3 separate regions of the Mus musculus genome follow, and all the other regions are linked to region 2. The links are chromatin contacts, called in public promoter capture Hi-C maps. All regions are on one chromosome and are shown on one strand. Each heading gives the region's core, a stretch centred on a gene start, on an enhancer-like site or on the middle of the called end of the contact. The rest is flanking DNA. Distances are from core to core; before and after follow the strand shown.

The links. Promoter capture Hi-C pulls out the DNA fragments that hold promoters and counts their contacts. Capture Hi-C pulls out chosen DNA fragments and counts their contacts.
Region 1: a contact with region 2 is called in a promoter capture Hi-C map of liver. The contact joins the promoter of Tyro3 here to the promoter of Oip5os1 in region 2. A contact is called at or near these places in 1 of 39 promoter capture datasets (hippocampal neurons) and 1 of 9 other capture datasets (liver).
Region 3: a contact with region 2 is called in a promoter capture Hi-C map of liver, with 4 times the contacts expected there. The contact joins the promoter of Chac1 here to the promoter of Oip5os1 in region 2. A contact is called at or near these places in 9 of 39 promoter capture datasets (the 3T3-L1 cell line, cranial neural crest, hematopoietic stem and progenitor cells and 5 more), 2 of 484 Hi-C or Micro-C datasets (erythroblasts and muscle stem cells), 3 of 115 datasets of contacts at active chromatin or transcription factors (effector CD8 T cells, extraembryonic endoderm stem cells and memory CD8 T cells) and 1 of 9 other capture datasets (adipose tissue).

Annotation. Positions count from the first base shown.
Region 1 is chr2:119,796,868-119,801,011 of GRCm38.p6, forward strand. It overlaps Tyro3 (TYRO3 protein tyrosine kinase 3), which reads left to right and starts at 2,647. Exons shown (of 19, transcript NM_019392.2): 1 at 2,647-3,016. The coding sequence starts at 2,923.
Region 2 is chr2:119,592,624-119,596,671 of GRCm38.p6, forward strand. Oip5os1 (Opa interacting protein 5, opposite strand 1) reads left to right here and starts at 1,673. Exons shown (of 3, transcript NR_027832.1): 1 at 1,673-1,811; 2 at 3,636-3,719.
Region 3 is chr2:119,348,872-119,352,526 of GRCm38.p6, forward strand. Chac1 (ChaC, cation transport regulator 1) reads left to right here and starts at 2,371. Exons shown (of 3, transcript NM_026929.4): 1 at 2,371-2,765; 2 at 3,486-3,521. The coding sequence starts at 2,532.

The DNA of each region.
Region 1 (4,144 bases), core at 1,397-3,896, 210 kb after region 2:
TGTGTGTAAGGGTGTTGTCTGCACATATGTGTGTCATGTCATGTGTGTGCCTGGTGCCTGACGAGGTCAGATGTGGATGTTAGATCCCCTGAAACTAGAGTTATAGATTGTTGTGAACTATCACGTGGGATCTGGAAATCAAAGGAGGGAGTCTACTGCAAGAGCAACAGTGCACCTAACCATTGAGCCATTTCTCTAGTCCCAATTTTTACCATTTAACAGAGTAAGGAGATGCTATGGTCTAACTTTGACCTGTCCACAATATGAGTCTGCCACTAGCCCCTCCTTTCACAGCATGTCTTTAGCCATACAATAGCATGTTCCTCCCCTGAGATAGATAGAGCTGGCTCTGGTTCCGTCTGGAGGACAGGAACTCCAGGGACAGCTGCTTCTCTGTTAGGTCAGCTAACATTTCCTGCTGATCTGATTACCTTCCCTCCAAGCAATGCATTTACAGAAGGAAGGGAACTTTTGCAGGCATGCATTTGCACAGGCAGCCATCCTCCTCCAGTCACACACACACACAGACATACACACAAGAACACACTTTCTTCCCATCCACCCACAGAGCGTCAGTCACATTTAGAATTTGCACAAATGCACACCCTCCCTCATACATCACAATGCACACCCTCTCACCCACCTACACATCTCTTCCACAAAAATCACACCTGCTCACATACCCTAGAAGCACATTCCTATGCTATGCCGAGAGAGGAGAGAGGAGAGAGGAGAGAGAGAGAGAGAGAGAGAGAGAGAGAGAGAGAGAGAGAGAGAGAGAGGCGCTGAGTGGGTTTAAGAACTAAGAAACGAACCACTCCTGTATAGCAGATAAAAAGGCAAGGCAGATCAGCACCCCACAGGTTTCTGCCTGCCACTTTGGCCCTGTAAGTAGAAATACTGAGAGCCAGGGCGGATACTGAAATGAAATTAGGAAGATAACATGGAACCAGGATGTCCTTCGGGGAAAGTGAGGTGGGATTTCCCTTCAGGGAAAGCAGACATATTTTCTAGCAGGATGGTGATGTGTCTCAGGCTTAGTTAGAATGCGGAAAGCCACCTCCATGACTTGCCTAAGGAGCCAGTTTAACTGATAACAAAGTATAAACCCTTGGGCTAGAATTCCATATCAGCTCAGGAGTGAAGAACAGGAAGTAGAAGCTGTGTTTGGTCTCTAGATTGAACATCTTCCGGGAATACTCTGTGCCAGGTTAATTGAAATAAAGAGAAGGGTCCCCTTTACTGGAGACAGCGTAGAACAGTTCTGGCTTCCGTTCCAGACTGTCTGACACTCAAAATTCCAAAGCTCTGGAAAAGAGCAAGCTTGTGTGCTTTTCTTTTCTTTTTTCCCCCTTCAGGAAAGCGTCCTGGAGCCATCCTAGAGTTCCCAAGAAAATTGGCAGAGCGCTCAGCAGGAAGTCAGGCCCCTCCGATCCAACTGTTGACCAGACTTGCCAAGAGTCTTCCTATCCTGCCGCCTGGGGGCGCCCCCAGCTGGGTCTGCGGCTGCCGCCAGCACTGCTGTTATCATTAAGATAATTAATAAACAAGCACTGGTGGGCCAAGTGGAGGAAGAGGGAGGCTCCTGCTGCTCAGGAGAATCCCTGGAAAGATCCAGTGAGTATGGGACGTCTCACTGGCTAGTTCTTTCTCCCCATCCAGGACCCCTGGAAAGCGCCTGTTGTGGGTTGTCCTCCAGGGGCCAAGAAGAGGTGAGGACAAGAGGAGGACTTGGCAGGTGCGATTTGGAACCAGCTCTGCATCTTCCTGACAGGATGTCTGTGGGCAGGCCACCTCCAGTGATTACTGGTTGTGGAGCAGGCAATTATTCATTCTTTTAACAAGGATCTGCCTATTTATTTATGGAGTGCCTACTGTGCGCAAGGTGGTCTACTAATAATAGCAGATGTTTCACTAGCTAGTATGAAGACAATGCCAATGTTCACACTATGTCCCAGAAGTGGAGGGGTGGAAAGAGGAAGCAAGAAAGAAGAATGATACCCTCGAAAATCACGGTGATTTTGCTTTGGCCTTCGTAGGCTAGCAGTGGGGATGGACACCTAAGAATTACGAAACAGATCTTGGAAAACTCTAGATGGACGACAAACTGGAAAACACTCTGGGAAGATGGGCTGGGGAGAATGGTCTTTCGATAGGAGAATACTTGGCGATTAAAGGTAGGCTACAAAGATCGAAAAAGAAAAAAAAAACTGGGTGAAAAGCTCAAGCAAAGAGGTACAGGGATGCTAGTAGTTTCTCGGGGAGCTGTTCCAGCCGTCTTGGGGACACCTGAGGGTTGCTGTGTCTAGTAGGTGCTTTGTGTTCTGAGAGGGCTGTGTCGGAGTCTGAGGTCAGGATTTAGAACAGTGTTGGGGTGTGGCAGGAGCTTCCAAGAGGGGTTCTGAGGAGAGGATGGGGTGCCCCGCTGGAGACTGGAAAGTATTTGGGGAAGGAGGGGCGTGGCCGGGTGCCTGTCCAGGGAGCGAGGCAGGTCCTCCGCAGCGGCAGCGGAGTGGCCAGGGCGCGGGTCCCGCTGCGCCTTCTGGAGGTGGGCGGGAGGTCGGGCGGTAAGGGCTGAGGTTAGCGCTCGGCTCTCGCCACCGGGGCTGCGCGGGGGAGGGGGAGGGCGGCACGAGCTCCGCGGAGGGCGGGCGGGCGGGCCGGGAGGAGGCGGCGGCTCGCAGAAGAACATGAATCAGCGGCGGCGGCGGCGGCGGCTGTGGAAGGAGCGCGGTGGCCCAGCCGCAGCCCCGGGGACTCCTCGCTGCTGACGGCGGTGGCCGCGGCTCTAGGCGGCCGCGGGTCCGGGACGCCCGGGCCGAGCGCCGCCCCCCGCCCCTCCCGCGGGCCTCCCGCCCCTCCTCCGCCACCCTCCTCTCTGCGCTCGCGGGCCGGGCCCGGCATGGTGCGGCGTCGCCGCCGATGGCGCTGAGGCGGAGCATGGGGTGGCCGGGGCTCCGGCCGCTGCTGCTGGCGGGACTGGCTTCTCTGCTGCTCCCCGGGTCTGCGGCCGCAGGTAGGGGTGGCCCGGGAGGCGGCGGGAAGCGGGGGGCTGCTGAGCCGCACGACTGAGGGGCGCAGCCCGGGGACGGCAGCGGGCGAGACCCGGGCCTGGGCCGGCCAGAGGTTGGGGTCGGTGGCCGGGGCTGGAAGGCCGAGACTAGGACGCAGCGGGTGTTGGCTGCCAGACCTCCGGCCGCGGCCCCCGCCCCCAACTTTCTCGCGCCCGGGGCTGGCTGGGTGCAAAGGAAGGGAGTGGGGGGTGTGGGCAGTCGGGGGTGCTTAGGACTGTATTTTCCCGCCTCTATGTTCCTAGTAGTCTGCTCCCTTTTCCCCAGTCCTAAGGACCCATTCTGCCTTCCGCACACCCCCGAGGTCCCACTTTGAAACTACAGGATCTGGGTTTGAGCACCCAGGGTTGTGAAGGTGCTGGATTCTAAAATACCTCTGCCCGTACTCTAGTTCCTGTGGCCCTTGGCGCTCCCGGAAACCCGAATGTTGAGTAGCTTGGGTTGGGTGAAGGTTACTGCTTCTTGTGAAGATTAGCTTTACGTTGCCACACAGCCACAGAGGCATTTCCCCGAGGCAGGAGGGCAGCACCTTTGCCTTCAAGTTCACACGCACACATCAGGGTGCAGAGGGGTGTGAAGCTATGTCTCCTTGTCCTGTGAGGGTGAGTGGGAAGGGTAGAGAGACAGGCGCCCCCCCCCTCCCCCGGCAGCAGCCATCCAACAAGCATTTCTTAAAAACTGAGTTCTTTGCCACATTAGCCTTGAAAGGAAAGGAAGCTAAAGAGTGGAAAGTATATGCAGGCTCCGAGGTGCGTATCAGATGCTCAGAGAGCCCAGGAATTTACCTAGGGTTACACAGTAAGGAGCAGAAAGAACAGGTCTGGATTTCCTTTATGCAGATTCTTCACCTGCCCATCTGTTTAATACATGCCAGGAGGGTGTGTGTGTGTGGGCGTGTGTTTGTGTGTGTCTACCCTTGCCTGAAGAGGGTAAGATTTTAATAAGTGGGCCCTGTTGATGCCACAGTAGCTCCGGGGTCTTGGGGCTTCTGCTTAGGGCCCCACCCCTCCCTTCTGCCTCCCGTCTTCCTAGCACCCGCCCCAGCACACATTCAGGTATTAATAGAGCAGGCG
Region 2 (4,048 bases), core at 423-2,922:
CATAATCACAGGCAAAATAATTTACATAAATTTAATCTAAAAATATATCAAATCAAAATACATGAAAAAAATGGATATGGGTGTATTAAACAGATATAGCTCTGATAAGTGCTTGTCTAATATGCATGCAGTCTGAGTTTTCACTACATGTGAGCACACACACATACACCTCAGGCAGGAGAATTCCTCACCTATACCCCATATAAATAGGAAAGACATAGCACCATGGTTTGATGGTAACAGCCCTGCAGTGTCACCTGAACCCCTGCTTAAGTGAGTTGAGGAGGGACAAGACTGTTTCTGCTGGTTCTTTGGGCAGCCCTTCGGCTTAGCCCAGGCCTCATTGCTTGATATCGCTCCTTTGGATTACTGTTGTCTGTGCATCTGTCTGTCCCTACTCAGTCCTGCACCTCACCATATTCCTCCGTTGACACTCACCTGGACCCCTCAGCTAGCTTCAATACTCTGTGTCTTTCTAAATGAGTTCATCAATATCTAACTGTGGTGACTTTTCCCATTTATATCAGCTCTGTCTGGATGTAGTAAAACCTCACTGAACACAGAGGTTTGTGTAATCCTTTGCAGGCCTTCTGTAGTCTAAGTATATACAGATATACAGTGTGCCTATTCATACACAGAGACATACGGTGCAGTGATGTGTGATCTGATAGTAGCTAACACTCAAAGAACCTGTCTTTGGATGGAGGACATTGTTGCTCACTTGAGATTCAGGACATAACCAGTGTGGTAATTCTGTTACATTGCAATTTGAGGCCAGCCTGGGATACACAAGGTCTCTGTCACCAGCCCAGCTATAAAGGGAAATCAAGGCTGATGGCCAGTTGCAGCCAATAAATCAATGTAGCTTGTGAATTTATTATTATTCAATAGGTTCTAACATTCTAATAATAATAACGAATAATGTAATTATTATTATTATTATTATTTTATTAGCCAATAGATTCAATAGACAACTGTGTTTTGTCTTTGTATGGCATAGCATCCTTATCACAGAGGGAAGCATAGAAATTTGGATTTAATAAATGGCCTAGTGATAACCCCGTCATTTAGGAAGCACTGCTTATCCAGAAGAACGTGTGTCATCACCTGGAAGAGTCACACTATTGCCTTCACTACCTCTCCTGGAAATACCGCTAAAGGATCTCTAAATCCTACAACTGGAACAAACAACAAATGCAGTTTAACATTTTCTCAGGCAGCGGGCAGGCCCTTTTAAGGTGAGGAAAACTACGCTACTGTATTGACCTTTAAACAGCAGGCAACATTCTCTCAAGTGGGTCAAAGTCAGAAGAACTGACACCATGAAATTGTTCCTCTGGGTGTAGTGTTAGTCCGGGTATAAAAATCCTTTAGCCAAGAGAGGAATTACTAGTAACAGTATATTTTTACAGTAACGATAATTTAAAATAGTCATTTGGCCTTGTAGTGCTATCTTACTAAAAAGTGAGACTGCCTCCGTGCGGAATGTTTTTCCTCAAGTGAATTACAACAACCCTTTTCCTCCTTAACTTCAACTGGAGCACTAAGCTCCAACAACAAAAAATAGAACCAGAGAGAGGGATTGATTGAAGTACTTCCCAGCCAATCCGCGATGGAAAAAGAGCGCGCGAGCAAGGTGCTGTCCAATCATCACTCGGAGGCGGGGCGGAGCCTTTCGCGCCTCCGCCCCTGGGTTGGCGGACAGGGGAAGGAGCGAAGATGGCGGAGTGAGGCGTGCCCCGGGCAGCTGGCCTGCGGGCCCGGGGCAGGCCTCCCGTGAGAAGCGGAGTACTTGTGCTGGACCGTGTGAGGTGAGCTGAGAAGTCCGTCTGTCTATCGGGAGACGAGCAGCCGGTGGGGCGGCACAACTCGGGACGGGGTAGCGGCGAGCCTAATGAGGGAGCCGGCGAGGCCTGGGCCTGACAGGGCTTTGCATTCGCAGCCGCGTCCGGTCGGCTCCGCCGCCTCCGGGTATGTGGCCGCGTCCTTCCCTTACCAGCGCTCCACGCCCTTCCTTGCGCCCTTCGCTTTGGCCGCTGCGTGCTTTGCCCTGGTTCTCTGAGTTGCACGTACGCCGGCCGTATCGGGAAGCCGCTGTGTGCACCTCCCTTTTATTTTTCTAAGACTATCTCTGTATTGTTTGACCCTTTACCGAAGGCGTCACCGGTTGAGGTTGACAGGCCTGTTGCAGCTCTGGGCATTTTGTGTCCCTGGCGCGTTGACCTTGAGATTTGCTGTAAGAGGCTCCCTCTGGTATTTTCATTTGAGTATGTGTATTACAGATAGACTCTTGCAGCCTTTACCTCATACTCGCCCCTGCCAAACTTTTATGACCGTAGTAAGCAGCTTTGTCCTTGGACGTCCTGATAATGCCCTTATGGCGCATTAGTTTCGGCAAACGGGTCTCAGTGGAATTCACCTATGTTGATTTCTTACCCAGGATCAAGGGAAACGGCTTACGATGCTTTTCTTTTCGTTTTTTTAGAACTATAGTTCTGGAAGTACTGCTGGAATCTCATTTGTGTAGTTGGTGTACACTGGTGACAGTGTAGTACTAACAAGATATTTATATTTGATTCTTATTTAATTTTATCTCTTTGTAATTGGGAGCCCCCTTACTTTTATTGGTATTCAGCTAAATTCTCGGAAAGTCTTTGCTTCTGAATTCTGGATCGGGGAGACATTTGCTGCGTGTGTTGGTGCTCAGGGCCAGAAATTTACATCTATCAAAACCTTGTTTCAGAAATAAACTGGCATATTAGTGAGAGCCAGTTCAAATGGAAAAATCATAATGTGAGTGAATGTTTGTGATAGATTATATGGTTTTTGTTAGCCCTAGACTTAGCAGAGCTGAAGCAGGAAGCACTTGCTTAGGGGGTGAAAAAAAAACCAAAAAACAAAACCCCTCCCCTTTAGCACAAGTAGTTTTTCTTTTTAATATGATCCACAAGTAGAAAAAAATAGGTATGAGCCAGAGGAAGGGAATATAACATCCTTCCTCATCTTAAAAAAGAGAAAGTCGTTTGCTTTCCACTAAAAGACAGCTCTACATTACGGGAGGTTTTCTGCGGAGTTACAGTTTCTCGCCCCTCCAGAGAGACTACAGTATCATATACAGTATCATAAACTCAGAGTTGCATAAAGCTTCAGAACTTCTCCAAAAATGTTATTGTTTAAACACTAATTCCACTAGAGGTGTACAGAAAGTGACATTATGATTATTCCTTTAGAATACTTATGAGAGTGAATTTTTTTAGAATAGATTGGTTGGAATATCTTTGTATACTTAATACCTGTAGTATCAGTAAAGGATATGTAGATCCTTGCTTTGGTTTGAATGAAGATGCCCCCATAGGCTCGTATGTTTGAATACTTGGGCCACAGTAGGTGGAACTTTTTGGAAAGAATTAGGAGGTCTAGGCTTGTTAAAGGTGTGTTTCACTGGCGTCAGGCTTTGAGGGTTCAAAGACTCAGAGCCAGCCCTGCTAGGTCTCCCTCTGCCTCCTGCTTGCTGTTAGAGATGTGAGTGTAAAAAAATGTTTTCTTTTTTTTAAGAATTACCTTGGACATAGTGTTTTATCACAGTGATAAAAAAGAAGCCAAGACACTTATCTTTATGTTCTTTTTATTTTTAGGAACCATATCACACAAGATGAATATTTTCCTGACCTTAGGTGCTTTTATATTCAGCTCAACATTCTGAACTCAGGACTTGGCACGTAAGTAGATAGAGATAATCATCCCAAGTCCTGTTGTAGCGGCTTGAAAGGCTCCATAGAAGCGACATACTAAACTGTTAAGAGCAACAGAAGATGAAGATAAAAATGAGTACAAGCCAGCTACCATGGCTCACCTTTATGCCCAGCTCTTGGGACCTGGGGAACTGAGGTGAGGATTGAGAGTTTGAAGCTAATCTGGGCTATTCTGGGTAGCAAGACATTTGTGTTAATAAATAAAACCCACAAGACCTAGTTATTGAGAATTATTATCTATATGTGCACATGTGTATACACACACACACCTGGCTTCTATTTTGTTTTTTAACCAA
Region 3 (3,655 bases), core at 1,121-3,620, 240 kb before region 2:
TATTTTGAAGAATTCCCTGGAGTGGAAAGAGGGGGTCACAGGATTGTTTTCCCTACTGATTCATATCTTCAAAGGAGCATCAGTTTTCCATCTCCCACCTGAGGCATGAGGGAAGATTCTCAGGGGGTATTCTTTGTAAGACCCGGCCGAAAGGCAGTACTAAGAGGGACTCGCAGAGTGGAAAGGAAAGAAAGGGGAGAATAAACATGCACAGTGGTGGCAAGCAGGAAAATTACCAGATACCACCATTTTTCTCAACAATTTTCCATTCAGAAAAGTAGAATGTGCCGGGCGTGGTGTCACACGCCTTTAATCCCAGCACTTGGCAGGCAGAGGCAGGCAGATTTCTGAGTTCGAGGCCAGCCTGGTCTACACAGTGAGTTCCAGGACAGCCAGGGCTACACAGAAAAACCCTGTCTCGAAAAACAAAACAAAACAAAACAAAACAAAACAAAACAAAACAAAACAAAACAAAACAAAACAAAAAAGTAGTGCATGAGCCTCACAGGGAGCCCAGGCCTGGGGTAGGCACACACATCAGGCATAAGGCACACCGGTGTGCGGACTCGAGTTCTAGTCCCGCCAACGAAACAAACACAAGTTCCTCCAACTTTTAAGAGTATTTCTTTCCACTCCGTTCATCCATACATTTATTCATTTAGAGACATGGTTTTGCTTTGTAGCCCATGCTGGCCCGATTCTCTAGGTCTCTATCCTCGGCCTCCTGAATGCTAGGCTTGAGAGTTTCTCTGTGAATCTCAGGCATGTATGTATAGTAATTCCAGGTCAGTCCAGCTAGAGGATAGTGGAAGAGAGAGAGAGAGAGAGAGAGAGAGAGAGAGAGAGAGAGAGAGGCAATTGTGTAGACACTTTTGGGATGGATCTCTTTTGGGATGGATCTACCCTGTGCATACAATTTTGAGTTAAATAAGGAGACTCACTGAGTTTCCACTTCCAGGGAGCTCACTCTTGTTTGTTCACCCTAGTGAAAGGCCTTCTGCTCTTTGTTTCCCTTTCCCAATGAGAGATGCCCAGAGAGGCTGCCTCTTGCTGCTGCCTAGGAAGCAAAACTCGACCTCTCCTCCATCCTGCAGTTTGGGGTGGCACTGGCTCCACCAGAGAGGGTGAGCTCTTGGGGAGACAGATCCTGAGACCTGCCAATGGTGACTGTTTTTTTTTTTTTTTCCCCTCTATTTTTTGAGACAGGGTTTCTCTGTGCAGCCCTGGCTGTCCTGGAACTCACTCTATAGACCAGGCTGGCCTGGAATTCAGAAATCCACCTACCTGCCTCTGCCTCCCAAGTGCTGGGATTAAAGGAGTGTGACACCACTACCTAGCCCAATGGTGACTCTTGCAGGGTTCAGGCAGAGAGGAACTTCCAAGGAGATGGCTGGTGCCTGGTTGCCCACGTCAGTGCCAGGGCCCATACCCACTGCCTGGCAAGAAGCTATGGGAAAAGGCTGCAGGTGCCCTTAGTCCTCTGTGCTGTCCTTAACCAACGTTTCTCCAAACTTTGGTACCTATGTAAATTGCCCACTGCTGCAAGATCTCAAGCTAGAGAGAATGAAACCCGTACCCATGGGGTGAAAGTGGCCTGGCATTCTTCTCTTTGTAGCTTTGTACCACAGGTACTAACAGTCATCCTCAATGTGACTACTCTGCCCAAGGCTGTCTAGTTTTGACTTTTCTTCTAACCCGCCTGAACTCAGGGGTCTCACATTTGGCCCGGGTGTAGCCGTCACGTGAGGCCTGCATGCTTGTGCCAACCAGTCTGACTCAACTACAGCCTTTGCAAAACCCCTTACCACCCCGTGACTCAGTTTCTCCAGCTGTTCACGTGGGCAACAGTATGAGGCACCAGAGTGGAATGCGGAGGGTGTCCAAAACAGCTTCTCTGCAGTGCGTGCTTTTAGGCGGGGCCCCAAAGGCAAGAATTCGTGCCGCCCAAAGTATTCCTACTGGTCGTGCCCTGCACTGGCCACTGCTTTGGGCGGCAATGATTCTGCCAGGTGCACCGGCTGGACTGCAGGGATGACACCGTTTAGACCACTGAGAGGGCCTTCCCGGGAGACGGCGGGTGCCCGCGCCCATTCTAAGGCCCGTTCCCGGTGCCAGCAGCCTGACGCAATCTGACTCGCCCTTGCTGCATGCCAGTTCTGGGGAAACCTTCCCTGCCGTTGCATCACTCCTGCCAGGTCTGCCACGGGAGGAGGAGCCGAACCAATCAGCACGCGCGTTGGCCCTGGGGCGGGCTGCTCTGGTACCCACTCGGAGGGCGGCGCGGTTAACCGAGAAGCAAAATCTAAAGGTGATTGGCCAGAAAGAGATTTGCCCCGCCCCAATCATAGGGACAGCTGGAGGCAGTCTGAGGGCCTTCCTGGCCGGAGGGTTTAAAGAGCGCCTCTGGAGGGACCACTCAGCTGGAACGACCGATCGGTGCCAGGCCAGGTGTACGCGTCCGTCGGTCCTTCCGTGCCCGTGCCGGAGACCAGTCTCGGAGGCCACCCGGGTCCGTCCCTGCGCCCGGCACCATGAAGCAGGAGTCCGCATCCCAGAGCACTCCGCCTCCTTCACTGTCCCCTGCACCATCATCCGCGCAGCCTTCCTGGGGGGATGGCGACCCCCAAGCCCTGTGGATTTTCGGGTACGGCTCCCTAGTGTGGAAGCCGGACTTTGCCTATAGTGACAGCCGTGTGGGCTTCGTTCGTGGCTATAGCCGACGGTTCTGGCAGGGAGACACCTTCCATAGGGGCAGCGACAAGATGGTGAGCATCCTTCTGTGCCCAGAGGAGTGGAGTGGGGTTGGCAGGAGAGTGGGCACTCGTATCCTGGAGTGGCAGGGACCCTGGGCTAACTAAGAGAAAATTGTAAACCTGGTTTGTGGTTTAAATTTGTGTGCCTGGAAATCAGGTTGGTGATTGCACCTGTGGATTCTTGTGCTGGTTACTAATCTGGGCCGCTCGTTGTTTGTCTCTTCCACATCTGCCCATCACTCCATGTCACTCGATGAAAGGTCCTCTCCCAGGCTTGGGGCTTAGGCTGGCACTCTTTCCTCCTCTTCCTTCTCTTCCTCTTCTTCCTTTCCCTCTTCCTCCTCTTCCTCTTCTCTTCCTCTCCCTCTTCCTCCTTGTTCTTCTCTTCCTCTTCCTCCTCCTCCTCCTTTTCCTCCTCCTCTTCTCCCCCCTCTTTTTCCCCCTCCTCCATCTTACCTATTTCTTGCTATGTGGCCTCAAACTTGTGACAAATCTCTCTCTCTGGTGCTGAAGTGCTGGAACTACAGGTTCAAGTCACAACAGGACTAAAGGTGTGTGTGTGTGTGTGTGTGTGTGTGTGTGTGTGTGTGTGTGTGTGTGTGTTGCTGGAGATTGAATCTAAGGTCTTGTGCATGACAGGCAAGCCCCCCATGTCAATAAGGTTCATTCATAGTCCTTTCGGAAGTGCTAATATCTAATTTGTCTTTTTCAAAACCTTTCTTCCCTGTCTAGCCTGGCCGAGTGGTGACCCTCCTTGAAGACCGTGAGGTAAGTGTGCAGTCAAGAAGAGAATCCTGGGGTCTGATGTATCAGGGTGCAGAGGGTCAGAGCTCTTGTGTGGGGAGAGTGGAAGTGTAGCTAGCTTACTCCATGCTTCTTGGAGAATCACTTGAGGGAGGGTC